2 separate regions of the Triticum aestivum genome follow, and region 2 is linked to region 1. Evidence: chromatin contacts called from public Hi-C data. All regions are on one chromosome and are shown on one strand. Each heading gives the region's core, a stretch centred on a gene start, on an enhancer-like site or on the middle of the called end of the contact. The rest is flanking DNA. Distances are from core to core; before and after follow the strand shown. Region 1 holds the start of LOC123112392 (serine carboxypeptidase-like 9). Region 2 holds the start of LOC123112395.

The links. Hi-C and Micro-C count contacts between places; a contact is called where the count stands out from the background.
Region 2: a Hi-C map of leaf shows a contact between it and region 1, with 5 times the contacts expected there. The contact joins the promoter of LOC123112395 here to the promoter of LOC123112392 in region 1. A contact is called at or near these places in 2 of 5 Hi-C or Micro-C datasets (both in leaf).

What each region holds. Positions count from the first base shown.
Region 1 is chr5B:450,597,627-450,604,693 of IWGSC CS RefSeq v2.1, reverse strand. LOC123112392 (serine carboxypeptidase-like 9) reads right to left here and starts at 4,067. Exons shown (of 13, transcript XM_044533369.1): 1 at 3,791-4,067; 2 at 3,583-3,722; 3 at 2,568-2,644; 4 at 2,365-2,490; 5 at 2,179-2,281; 6 at 1,929-1,966; 7 at 1,695-1,796; 8 at 1,546-1,626; 9 at 1,137-1,208; 10 at 660-778; 11 at 461-574; 12 at 325-370; 13 at 1-219. The coding sequence starts at 3,978. The coding sequence ends at 133.
Region 2 is chr5B:451,145,329-451,152,395 of IWGSC CS RefSeq v2.1, reverse strand. LOC123112395 reads left to right here and starts at 3,642. Exons shown (of 1, transcript XM_044533372.1): 1 at 3,642-4,437. The coding sequence starts at 3,755. The coding sequence ends at 4,114. It overlaps LOC123112396 (exopolygalacturonase), which reads left to right and starts at 95. Exons shown (of 3, transcript XM_044533373.1): 1 at 95-825; 2 at 1,181-1,512; 3 at 2,023-2,617. The coding sequence starts at 155. The coding sequence ends at 2,510.

The sequences.
Region 1 (7,067 bases), core at 2,818-5,317:
GTAGAGGCCGGGGGCCATCCTCCTTTTTTTAAATAATTTGAAAAATACTTGGTGGAGGTCTGAACTTCTATTGTACATTAAAAACCCACATGATTCGAGAAGGGAGAAAATGATAAAATTAAATAGGGCGGGTCATAGAGGCTCATTATCCAACCAGCGTCGAGCCATGGCAAGACATTCCTTAGGTCGGTGTTCTATGGATACGTGGCCACCACCCTGCTTCAGCACAGCAATTAACCAATAATTATTGTTGTGTTACAGTTTCTTCTGTCCAATCATGTCAGCAACATTATATCACAGAATGAAAAATACAAGATACCGTACCTTTATTGTCGCAAATGTAATATAGTTGGCGTATGTGATTGTAAATCTACACCAAAGACAACACATGTGTTCCTTGTCAAGTAACCAAAAACTGAAATGTCAACAAAGTAAACAGAAAAAAACATGTTTACTTTACCCTGCAGCCTGGCCATCAAGATGCCATGCTCTCCAATCATCGACTACGGAGAAGTTGAAGGATCTAACCCACGCATGTGTGCTCAAAAATGGTATCACAAGATCATGGTCTCCGCTGCACTTAGAGGTGGTGATTTCAAGACGTGTTGACCAAGTTTCAATCAGCACATGTAAAATACCAAGGAAAATAAATACTCCACCTAAACACAAGCGCACGATAGCCCCTGCTTGTGAGGTTGAAATGGTACTTTATGCTGCTGGGGACCTCGGATGCGTATGGGATACTTTTCTTGCATCTTATAAACTCTCCAGTTGTTCCCTAAATGGATGCATTATTTCAGTAATGATTGGACCATCTTACACAAAGGTTAGGGTGGTGCTCGATCGTCTACTCTTAATACAACTAGAAACTCCAATATGTTACATAACATCATTTACTTCCATGGGTCTGAATTGCAACCATGTGAAACGACTATGTTACTCAATTCTTGGATCATTTAGTCAATCTTGCAAACTGCATTGTGTCGAAAGGCCAGCTAAAGTAGCATTGCGATCTGGCGACAAAAAAAATCAAATATCTCATTTGCTAGCTACTTGATCACGTATGCATATAGTTTTTTTGAATATGTACGGAGACTTAGTATAAAGAGGAAAACATGTCATATATGATTGGTTACCCGCTTCACCCCAAGAGCTTCTCTCGTGGAATCGTCGTTTGCCCAAATATTACATAGGTAGTAACGGTATGCCTACACATGAGAAGGCAAAATTCACATCATCAGAATGCAGAAAAGAAATTCATATCGAAATAAAAGTGAATCTTCTTTAAAATGATCACCCTAGGAAATTACTTACAAAACAATCTAAGGTAGGTTGCTCAGGAGACGGATCACTTAGTTGAGTGTATTCTTCTGATAGAAATTTATGTGTTAACATACCCCTTATACAATTGACACCCAGGATTTGTGGCAGATCAATTTCAGACACAAGCTGCAATTAATACAAGGGGCCAATATAATATACTCAAGTCCAATGGCAGCTCGTATAAGTAATTTTGGAACCTAGTACTAGTAATACAAATCTTACATTTTGAAAAGTGTTTAGCACCCTGGCACACATTTTGTCCGTCGGTCTTATATAGCTTCCTTTACAATTCCGAATTGCAGCCTTTGAAAAAGGAAAAGGAAAATAGTGTTACCACTGCAACTTATGGATGCGTGTGAATGTAGATTTACCTCATATAGTTGATCGGATATAATCCCAACACCATGAGCATATGGTACTCTGAAATTGTCATCATAATCTGAGCCTGTAACAGGATTGCCGACTACATAGCCCTATAAATAGTGGAATTAATGAACTAGCAAAGAACAAAAGGTGATGAAAACACACTTTTATTCATTACCATAACTTATTGTAGTTTATTAAATTAAATCATTAGTTGCTTGAAGCCTAGTGAATTTACTTGCCTTGAGATTAATCCTGGGTTGCTTCCCCAGTTCGATTTCTGAAGCCAAAAGGAAGATCATGTTAGAAGTACTAGGAGATAAGGCCATGATCAATCACAAGCAACTCTAAACTAGAATTGGAACATTTGATTATTCACTACATATCCTGGTCCTACAAATTTTTATCTTAAGTTTTCTTTGCTGCAATTGGAATTACCAGATTATAATGTCCTTTTTTATTTTAGAATTTGTATCCAGAGTCCAGACCTACCTTGCGAAATGTGTTGTGCGATAATTGGAGACATCTTTCCAGCATATGAACTTCCTCCAACAAAGAAAGGATTGGATTGGTAGTGTGGGTGGTCGGTAAACCACTGCATCACATGCATTAGACGATAAGAGAATCACACACTTTTGTTTCAACTTCAACTGAAGTACATAGAGAGATTGGTTTCACCTTGTTGAGAAATGTTAAGACATGCATAGAAAAGGAGAAATCCCCAATATCGTGATAACCTTCCACATCACGAGCGTACGAGAAACCAGTACCAACTGGTGAATCCAACAGGATGATGCTTGCTGTCTGAAATTCTGAATATAAGTTGCATGCTTACTTGAACGGAGATGTGTCATCAATGTTAAGATTAAATAATATCTCACCTTGGACCATGAATAGGGATTATAGGCCAACTGTGGCAAACTACCATTATAAGGTGCCAACACAAATTTCATAGGACCTGCGGAGCAAATATCACTGGCGTTATTAAAATAAATTACCTGGTGGTGAAAGCACTATGGAGGTGTTCAGTGGGATAAACTAGTTATTTTAGTAGAGCAAAACTGAGAAAACATGACATGGTGTTCTTCACTTTTTCAAAAAAAATTACAAGCTTGTTTTCAGCAAAAATTTATCTGTGCATTCAGTCATCTAGAGTAGAGACTAGCAAAATGCCTTTCACTGTCTAAAACATGAAGGTTGTATGCATTTGTGCGTCTTGCTAGGTTGCTTTGTTGGCTTGGCACTAGCCAAGAGTAAGAAGGACAAGAGAGATAAATCGGTCTCTGCATAATGAACACGAGGTCCACGCTTCTCATGCTGGCAAAGGATGAGATATGCCTCCTAATGGAGGCCTGGGAGTAGTCTTTTTTACTTTTTTTAGTTCTGGCTGCCATTCATGTCCACATTATCAGGTTTGCAAATGATACCGGGCCCTTACGCCATTTGTTACACCATTTTCCTCCCTTCCCTTTTTAATTTTAGCCCAACCCCATGAGTAGATACTACCTGATGTACAATTAGTTGTGCACAAGTCCATGCAATTCAGCATTCCAAGATGTTCGCATATTTTCCAAATTCAGCTAGTAGACCATTTTGCATATCCAGTTTGTGGAGAGTTTGATCAGGTCAACTGCTCCATTGCTAGCATGCAAAGAAATATACATCTTTATCTTGTATCTTGTAAAATTCACAGGCGCGTTAAAAGGCGAACAACCTGATAAATATGTTCAAACTCAGATGATCTGCTCAGCTAGCTTCAAATTAGAGAATAATACAAGGTGAACTTCACTCTTTAACTTAATCTGATTCTGATGTAGTAGTAATTGACAGCAACGGCGGCCAGCTTCTAGCAAGCTAGCGAGTAAACACAAGAGGAACGAAGGATGAGGGTCTCACCAACTTCGAAGAAAATCATGCCAGAGCAGAAGGGCCCACCCGTCATCCACAGGATCACGGGGTCTGTGTCAGGGCTCCTCTCGGACTCCACGAAGTAGTAGAAGAGCTCCGCTCCCGTCTCCTCGTCCACGCTGACGTACCTGCAGAAGATCACTTGAAAAACAAAGAAGCATGGAAGCTTGCAGGAAGGGGTTGTGCTGCGGCTTACCCGGTCTCGAGGTGGAACGGAAGGCGGTCATGGAAGCCGGGGAGATGGGTCACCACCGTCGCCGAGCGTGAGACCGGCAGAAGAAGAAGAACAAAGGGAACGACGAGACTCAGGAGCAACAAGGAAGCCTTACCCATGGTGTCCAATGGCTTCCCTTCACTTGACGATCGTGAACCACTGAACCCCATGGGTATCTACCTTATGGAGGTGGACCATCAAAAAGCGATAAGTGATTCCAGCTAGCATGATAGGACAGGTAGGGAAAGTGATTACTGATTACTGTACTCTCACACGGACGGACAGGCCACCTATCATGATTATACTGAGACCACGTGAAACACGTGCGGTGAAATAGAAACAATATACAGAGACACCGACGCTACGTGTGCTTGTCACGGAATGAAAAAGTTTTGGCAGACTCTAGGCGCCGGTCGACACAAAATTCGGCCAGTCGCCGCACGGCCGTTCGGTCCGCGTCCGTATAGCCATTGGATCTTCCTTTCCCACGTCACCATCTTCACTTTTCTCTTGTTGCTAGTCACCGGCGCACCGCGCGTCCGCCTCGTCACAGGATGCAAGCCGTCCTCTGACGGTACCGGTTGACTCCCCCAGCTCGCTGCACCGCTAATGACTTGTCGTTGTTGGCCGCGTGAAGCGCGTCTCGTCGGCCGTAGCACGCCATCTCGTCGATTTGCAGCTTGTCGCCTCGCCGGTCCAAGCACGCCGACACCCCTGTGTAACAAAACCGGAGTTGTGGCCGACGACGTCACCAAAGCACCACTGGTCGCCCCCATTTGCAGCTCACCGTCGCACCACTGGTCGCTCGGTTTGAAGCTCGCCGCCGCACCACTGGTTGAAGCTTTTTCTGTTGATCTGTCGATGTGTCCCTTTGTTGCTGGTTGTGGCTCTGTTTGGTTGTCGTCGATGCATCTCCTCCTGCCGGTTGCAACTCCACACCTCTACGGTTGAAACTTTTTGAGTCGAAGGTCGAAGCTTTGCTCGTCAATGATTCCAACACCAGTGTCGCGGGTGGTAGCATCAAGTGGTCCAACATCACCGTGTGCTAATTCTAGTATCACCGTGTGCGGTTCGAGCAAAAATGTGCGACACTATCGCCGCATTCGTAGCACTACAGCAGCCACTCCAACATCTGCCACCAACGGTCGTAGCATCCCATGGTCATCGTGATCCGCTGATTGCAGCTTGAGATTTCGTTAGTCACAACTTTCACTTGAGAACATTTTCCAATTTATGATCTTTTTAAAATTCATGCAAATTTTCAAATTCGTGGAAATTTAAAAAAATACAAACATTTTTCAGGTTAGTGATTTTTTTTTTCAAATTCAAGATATTTGGGAACATTTTTTGAGACATGAGAATATTTTTCAAATTTTTGACCATTTTAAAAATTTGTGAACTTCTTAAAATTCCTACACATTTGTGGAATTTTATTAACATTAAAAATGAGAATACTTCTTAGAATATTTTAAAGTCGTTTTAAATTTGATAGTATTTTAAAACATCTTATAATTTTTAATTCAATAATATTTTAAAATTCTGGTAATATCTATAAAACATTATAGATTATTTTTATAGAAAATCGATTGAAGTAAAAAGAATGTCTGACCAAAAATCGATAAGAAAAAAGCTACCAGGGATTTGCAGGTTCTCGAGGACAGATCTTCACTTACCTAGGTCGGCCCATTTACTCTGGCGCGGGGAGCGGTGAGCATTTGCTCGCCTTCCATCTTGTAGCGGGCAAAGATTCATGTTGATGGTGAGTTATCAAGAAAGGAGCATCCGTGGCTGTATGCAGGGACCATAATGACTTGTTCATGGGCTCTTCGGCTATGGTTTTTTGGGACATTGTCGACCCGGCTACTCTTGAGGCCCTTGCATGCCGAGAAGGGCGCACTTTCCCTTGCACTTGATCTAGCTCTTGACAAAGTTGTTATCGCACGTGTGATAGTAAGCAGGAGGTCTCAGATATAAAAAATGGCACGGATGGAAGGTACTCTATCATGAAATTATGGCCCAGGCAAGAGAAGTTTGCTAGTTGTGCCTTTATATTTGAAGGGCGGTAGTTGAACAAAGAAGCTCACAATTTAGCTAAATGCTCTAGTTCTTTCGAAAACGGGTGCTGCTTGTGTTTGGGATTTCCCGCCGACCTGTATGTTATTCCTGTAAACCTTTCATTTGAGCAATAAAGATAAGTTTTACCGTTAAGGAAACTTGTAGCACGTTGAATGAGATATGCATATAGCTGACCTATAGCGAGCTATTATTAAAAAAAAGACCTATAGCGAGTTGTAAGTCCGACAACATAGTATTGCACGTGACGCTCGTTCACTTCGTTCACTTGGTGGCTTATTTTGTTTCTTTGTCCAATTTTTTGTCTCTAATTTTATTTATATAGGTATTTATCTGTGCATTGCTACGAGGTATAAATATTGTAGTACATTAGCCCATAATTTCATATTATATGATTGTGTGAATAAATATTTACCAAATTATGTTATGATTTTTGTCCTTTTGCAATCACTTATTGACTTGCCAAAGAAAATATAGATTATTTGGTAAGTCGATAAAATATGAGACAATTAATGCAGTTTTCAAGGGATGATCATCAGGAAAAATATGAAATGTTGGACGAAGCACTACGCCTGGTAGGAAAAGGAACGCTATTCTTTTTTTAATTTATTTATATATAATAAGACAATGCACGTGTGTTGCAACGGGATATAGATATTCTAGTATGTTAGCTTGTGATTTACCTACCCATGTAAATGTGATTGTGTAAATAAATGTTTATCAAATCCTGCCAGTGATTTATCTTATGTTCTGATGAGAAGTTTGATAAGTAAATTAAAGTGGAATTGATTCAGAAGGTAAGTAAATTAAGGTGATTGATTATCATTTGGGGAAGGTTCGACGAAGAGGTGGTGGAAAGAAAGGTGAAATGGACCTTGCGTTCTTTTTAAGTAGTATAGAGATTTTTGAAATATTTTAAATATGCAATATATCTATATATAGAAATATATTTTACTTAATTTTTCAAAATCTTCATATAAATATAATAATTTTCTTACGCAATCCAAAAACTATTCATACCATTCAAAAAATGTTTGTGACATCTAAAAACATGCTCAAGACAGTTTCATAAATTGTTCAAAAAATGTAAAACTTTGTTAGCATAATTTAAAAAACAATATTTATACCATTAAAAAAATGTCACATATTTAAATATATGTTCATGGCACTCTTGGAAAAAGTAGAA
Region 2 (7,067 bases), core at 2,393-4,892, 550 kb before region 1:
GCCCGCGATTGGTTCGCACAAAAACAACCGGTCCGACTCCAATCAGCTCCCAGTCAGCACTCTGCAGCAGCTTTATCCGCTCACCCCCTTTCAGCAACAAACCCCTTTCTCGCCCCCAAATCATCTTCCTCCTCCTCCTCCCCATGACGGCGACATGTCCTCCGACCCAACCGCAAAAGCCGAGCCGCTCGCGTGCGGTTCTCTCCAACCCCATGCTCCCACAGCAGCTCCACCATCGCTAGCTCGGAGACGAGCAATGGCAGTCCTCCTACTCGCGGCGGCCGCGTCCGTCCTGCTACTTCTGCCGCCGCCGCCGCCGGCCGCCGCGCGGTCCGCCGCGCCCGCCCGCGTCTTCTCCGTCGCGGACTACGGCGCGGCCGGCGACGGGTCGCGCTACGACACGGCGGCCATCCAGGCGGCCGTCGACGCCTGCGCGGCGGCGGGGGGCGGCCGCGTGCTCCTCCCGGCGCCCGGGGACTACCTGACGGCGACCGTGCGCCTCCGCTCGCGCGTGGTGCTCGAGGTGGCCCCCGGCGCGCGGCTGCTCGGCGGGACCCGGCAGCGGGACTACCCGCCCGAGTTCCGCCGCTGGTACGTCGTGCTGGCCGAGAACACCACCGGCGCGGGCGTCACCGGCGGCGGCGAGATCAACGGCCAGGGCGGCGCCTTCGTGGTCACGCCCAGCGCCCAGAAGAACGTCATGGTCAGCTGGAACGCCACGGGGGACTGCCTGGGCGACGAGTGCCGCCCGCGGCTCCTCGGCTTCATCGACTCCAAGGACGTCGCGGTCCATGACATCACCCTCAACCAGCCGGCCTACTGGTGGTGAGCACTTCTTGTTCCCTCACTTCACTCTGATCGTACTCATACAACATACTGCCACTGGCGAAACCTCGAAACTGATTGAACAAATGCAGTGTACTCATGTAAATGTACTGACTTGTCCAATCCTTTCACTCTGTCTGAAGACTTCTGAACTCTAATGATACTAGAATTAGTTAAGTACACACATCACATTCACCGTTGTCATTGTTATTTTTGTTTATTTTTATGCTCAAAATCAGTTGTTGTTATTGGTTTTACTCGTTGAAGGTTCACCACAAACAAATCGATGTTTACAATTTAGGTAGGATAGGCGAAATTATGTCGGTGATACTTGATATGCTTGCATTCTCTGCAGCCTGCATCTTGTCAGGTGTGACAACTCGGTGATCCGCAATGTCTCTATATACGGGGACTTTGACACTCCTAACAATGACGGGATTGACATTGAGGATTCAAATAACACGATCATCGCCGATTGCCACATAGACACCGGAGATGATGCAATCTGCCCGAAGTCTAGCACAGGGCCTGTTTATAACTTGACAGCGACAAATTGCTGGATCCGTACTAAATCATGCGCTATCAAATTTGGAAGTGCAAGCTTTTTCAACTTTGAGAAGCTGCTCTTTGATAACATAACTATAGCTGATTCACATCGAGGACTTGGAATGCAGATCCGTAATGGAGGTATTGATCTTTTGCTTGCAATTGCCAATGCACCATCATACTATTAGGTTTTTTTTTTACATCAATAAGACTTTGTTTCTCAAATGATAGACATGTCATTTACAAGAAGTTGAGAATTAAAATCGGGGATAGAACTTTCCCAAAAATCAGAAGACCTGTACTATAGGAGTGGCTAGCTAAGCGATCAGCTACCAAATTTGCTTCACGAAAGCAATGCTACCGTCATACTATTAGGTGGTATAAGTGAATATCTTATTTCAAAAAGCTGCTATTTTGATTGCAACTTTGTGGCACGGGAGGGGGGGGGGGGGGCACCACCCCCTCTCCCCTCCTAGCCCAAGCAATAGGTAATAATTAACAGGTAGTGCTTGGGCTTAAATTTGTCTCTGGATAAAGTGTTGAATTGGTTTGGCACCTTGAAATTTTACATACAGTATGTTGTACTTTGAGCTATTGCTTTAATTAGTGGGTCATTTAAGCATCCTGATTTAGAGATACATAATTTTGCAGGGAACGTTAGTGATGTGATATTTTCAAATATCAAAATGCGCACTAGGTACTACCATCCTTCATGGTGGGGGAGAGCTGAACCGATCTACATCACTACCTGTCCAAGGCACCCTGATTCCAAAGAAGGCACCATTTCAGATGTTCGCTTCATCAACATCTCATCAATATCAGAAAACGGTGTTTTCCTGGCTGGATCGAAGCATGGCTTGCTTCGCAACTTGAAGTTCCAGAATGTCGACCTGACCTACAAGAGGTGGACAAACTACACTGGGGGCCTGTATGACTACAGACCTGGATGTCAGAAGATGGTGAAGCACAAGACTGGCGGTATGATGCTGGAGCACATCTCAGGCCTGGAGGTTGACAATGTCAGCATGAGATGGTGGAGAGGAAGCCTGAAAGGGTGGGATGTTAACCCGCTCCTCTTCCGGCCATCCACTATTGACGGGCTGTCGTTCCACGACTTGCAGTCGCTGGATGTTCAATAGCAGACCAGCTGAATCTCACCCTTATGTCGATATGTATCATGTATCCACGATGAATAAGCCACGATTCTTGTGTCATATCTTTAAATAAAAGATCCCAATTCAAAACAGCACACTTTGTTGATTTCTGCTGTCTGCAAACATGGGGTATTCTTTTGGGAAGTGTATAAATAAACGATCCAATCCCAAACAGCATGCTGTACTCATTTCTGCTGTCTGCATATATGGAGGAGATTCCCTGGCTGGGCTGTGTTCTGTTCTTGAATTCAAGACTGTAAAGCTGATTCAATGTGAGCCGATTTGCACTTGTCAGTACTTGTTCAAGTGAACCTTCCACCTAAAATGGACGAATATTGAAGCTTAGTATGCTGTGGCAGTTTGAAAGAGTTGATTAATACCTTGTGTTTTGCCCTATTTTTGTCATACTCCAGAATGATTTCTCCCCTATGAAAAGCCAAGTCAAGTAGATGGAGCTATCATCCATTTTTCAGATGTGAGCGTAGAAGTTTCTAGAACTTTTTTTACTGATATATTGACAAAGGAATTTCTTATCAGTATTTGAGATTAACTAACATCTGTTGCACAGTAGTTTTTGTTGAAAAAATATGGCCAGCTTTATTAAATCGCGACTCGCAAAAGAACAGCCGTAGTACCAAGGTGAAGAGCCGACCAAAATCTAGGAAATAATTCACATGTGTAGCTATTTTTTATAAAACAATCTTAAAGCATATTCTTGTGCATTTTTACATATAAAGTTCTTAATTTTTTTGGAGAGGGTAGAACTATAGTATCTGAGTGAACAACCCGAGTAAATGTACTGTAGTAAATGACACACAAATCTAATATTGAAAAAACATATGCTTGAAGCACATTCACATCTCATTTGGAGAGGGAATTCTCATCTTTTTTTTGGCAGTCCTTAGTTTTTTTTTCGGCAGTCCTTAGTGAAAATATTACTTTTTTTTAGACAAAGTGAAAATATTACTTTTTTTTAGAAATAAGTGAAAATATTACTTGCTACTACTACGTTCCAACCTCCGGCCCACTAAAGATCACCCACTTCTTCATAGCGTAGCCCAACTCACTGACCAAGTCCAGCCCACTTACACCACTCTCTGCACTCTGCAGCGTCCACACCCCAGCCAGCCTCCTCGTCTCCGCAGATCAGCAGCCCCCAAATCGGCGACCCCTCGCTCTCTCTCCGATCTCCAATCCTCCACCTCGCACACGCGCACCAACCGGGCACGATGCGGGCGATCTCGTCGGCGGCGGGAGGGATGCTGCGGGCGCGGCTGCGCGCGGCGGTGCGCCTCCGCGGCGGGCACGGCGACGGCGGGGGCCGCTGGACGACGCCCGGCCACGAGGTGCGGCCCAAGGGGTACCCGATGAACCGCACGCCGCCGCCGCCGGGCGAGTCGCGCAAGTGGGAGGACTGGGAGCTCCCCTGCTACGTCACCTCCTTCCTCACCGTCGTCATCCTCGGCGTCGGGCTCAACGCCAAGCCCGACCTCACCCTCGAGACCTGGGCGCACCACAAGGCGCTCGAGCGCCTCCAGCAGCAGGAGCTCGCCGCCGCCTCCGCCTCGGCCGACGCCCTGTCCGAGTGATCCGCGCGCGCGCGCCCCAGGTCTTCCTCCAAGCCTAGGTCGCTTCTGTTCTGTTTTGCTTCCAATAAGGGTTGGTTGTGAACTTGTGATGTACCAATCTGATATTGATGGGACCTGGGCGGAACACTATATTTCTGTTTCTGTTTTGTTGTTGAAATTTATCTGATGATGATGGCAGATACCGTATGCATTTCGAAATGCCCTGTGGTGTCCCAAACATTTTGAAATGCCTCTGCATTGTATTGTCTTGTGTATCCCTTATTTATTTCCTTGGGCATGATTTGCTACATGCTTTTGCGAGCGTAATTAGGACCGATTGTACCTGTCTCTCTTTGCCTGAAATGACTTGTTGCAGAAAATAAATAAATCAGTTGTCGCATTGAACAGCTTGAAATGTTGCTTGCTTGTTAGAACTTACAAGTGATGTTTGCTTTCGGGGGGGCTTGGGTATTGCCTCTCTCTTTTTCTTTTCCAATGATAAGTGGACATTCTCTCAATAGAAGAAAGGTTACACGCAATGTGTTACTTCAGTAAATGATCAGGCTTAGCACATACTGTAAGCTTGTTCTTTATTTCTACTACTTGATAAAATATGAACAATTGGTTGGGTTGGTGTGATTGAAGTAGACTGTTGTTTCTACATTTGTTGCAAATTGTGATGAATCATGTTGTGTAACTCAGAGTTAAAATAGGTACCATGAACAGTCATGCACTTGAATGTTGCTGATCCTTAGAAGGATGTATGATCCCATCTATTTCTTGGCAGCATGGTTGGCGGTAAAATTGCTCTGCTTGTTGGATTAGTAGCTAGTTAGGTGTGATAGAAAATCAGGAGGTATATCTACTGCAGTTATTTTCCTTTCTGTTCATACTTTGCAGAGCTTATACATGCATTGATTTGTTTCATGTCAACTAGCCTATCAATTATTCAACACAAACCTTCTACACATGCACTATCACTACCAAGACACCATTAACTCTGAACAATAGTCTCTTCTTCTTAATCTGTACTTCATTGTGCAGTTAGTTTGGTATTATGCCATATTGAGGAAAGGAAGGCAAAGGAGTGAGTGCGTCTCAGGACACGAGGGTAGAGGGTAAAAGACTAAAAGGATATAGTGAAATCATCGACTTGCATGTGGCTGGGCTCATTCGCAGCTAGCCACGTCTCTGGTATATGGATTAGGGCAAAACTGGTTTATCCATTCTTGCTGAGATGGCGAAATAACATAAGACGCGTGTTCTTTGTAGGATACACTAGCAAATAACTATCCTGACACAAATAACAGGCCAACTCCAACTCCCAAACCAACCAAAGAGTATATGATATTAAGGATATCCTAGTAGCTTCCCTACATAGTTTGTACAATGTCAAGGAGACCTTGCCTCATTTGTTGCTTTCTTCTCCAGCTGCCGCACGTGTTGGCTTACATGAGCTCTGGTACGTTGTACCCCGGAAGGAGTCCATATTATTAGAAGCCCTAAGTTTAGGTGACTTGTTTATCTAAATATTTGTGCCATGCCCAAGATGGTTTACCATCTCGTTTATCTTTGTCCACAAGATCATGAGCAATTCTAAACATGAAAACATTGAGATAATGCTTAAACAATGTTGTAGGTAGTGGTTAGTGGCATAGGACACTGGGAATGGCTGTTTCTTTTTTCCTTATGATCAATGAAGGAGTGTAAACTGTTAACCAGTACGGTAGTTTGTTCTGTTGGAGAAGTGGTTGGGGAACGATTGTGTGACTGCAAGAGAGGTCTCGAACTGAATAGACCGTTTCAGGGTTTCTGTGTTGTATCAGATGGAATCCTGCTGTAATAACTAGCTGGTATTTTGTGGAATGTCTTCTTACTGGTAGATCAGAGGGGTCAAGTTGAGTATCTGGTATATAGCACTTGCCCCAAACCTGTTGTGTGATACCCAGAGCCCCTGCATAAAATTGAAAGAAACCAAGGTAGCATGTGGGACATAGATTAAAGATGTTATGGGTTTCTCAAAAGATTGTGGGTGGAATAATTCATGAACTGGGTCGCCTTTGTTGGAAAGACAAACTCCGAGGACAGAAATCTATCACTGCAGATGAACATTCTTGGTCATGCCTCATTGCCCCACTAGTCTACTGTCAGTCTGTTCTGTTTCCTGTGACACTTAGTGTAAATGTCAATTATGAATACTTAAATTCATCAGGTTTATTAGTTTCACAAATAATTTCCTTGAAGTGTGTGTACTATGTGCATCAATACTGCCGTTGCAACTTTGTTTACAGAAAATGCTTGCTTTCTTGAGAAAATATTACTTACATTTTCACGAAATCAATGCTTTCTGTGACGGATGATATATCAGCAAGATTTTTGACTATTTGAGTATTCCGATTTTAGCAAGCATGGTGCCATACTGCTTTTTATGAGCAAAAGGCGTGAGTTGAACCTAACTAAGCAGAAAAGAATGAGGTGAATACTATGGCATATTGGCATTGAAATGTAAAGCCACGCTGATTCTCCTCATTTGTCGACTTGTTCTCGTCCTATAGTAGCAAACTGATACTTCCTCCGTTCACAAATACAAGATGTGCTAAATTTTTTTCTGAATCGGACGTATATAGACATGTTTTAGTGTGTTTGTTTACTCATTTCAGTCTGCATGTAGTTCACATTGAAATATCCAAAACATCTTATATTTGTGAATGTAGTCTACATTGAAATATCCAAAATATCCAAAACCCCTTGCACAATGGCATTGACGAGCTCTAGTAGCCACCGGCTCAGCAGGATCTGATCTCAAATGGCCTCTCGGCCGGAGGCATGACCATCTTGGCCGCGCTCTCTGAGCTCCTTCGATCTCGGGCATGGGGACAACGTCCATCCGCCTCGCAGAAGGCGGCCAAACCCTTCCTCCTCGACCTTGAACCGATGCCAGCCAACGACTTCATCCAACCTGAGCAGGACGCCA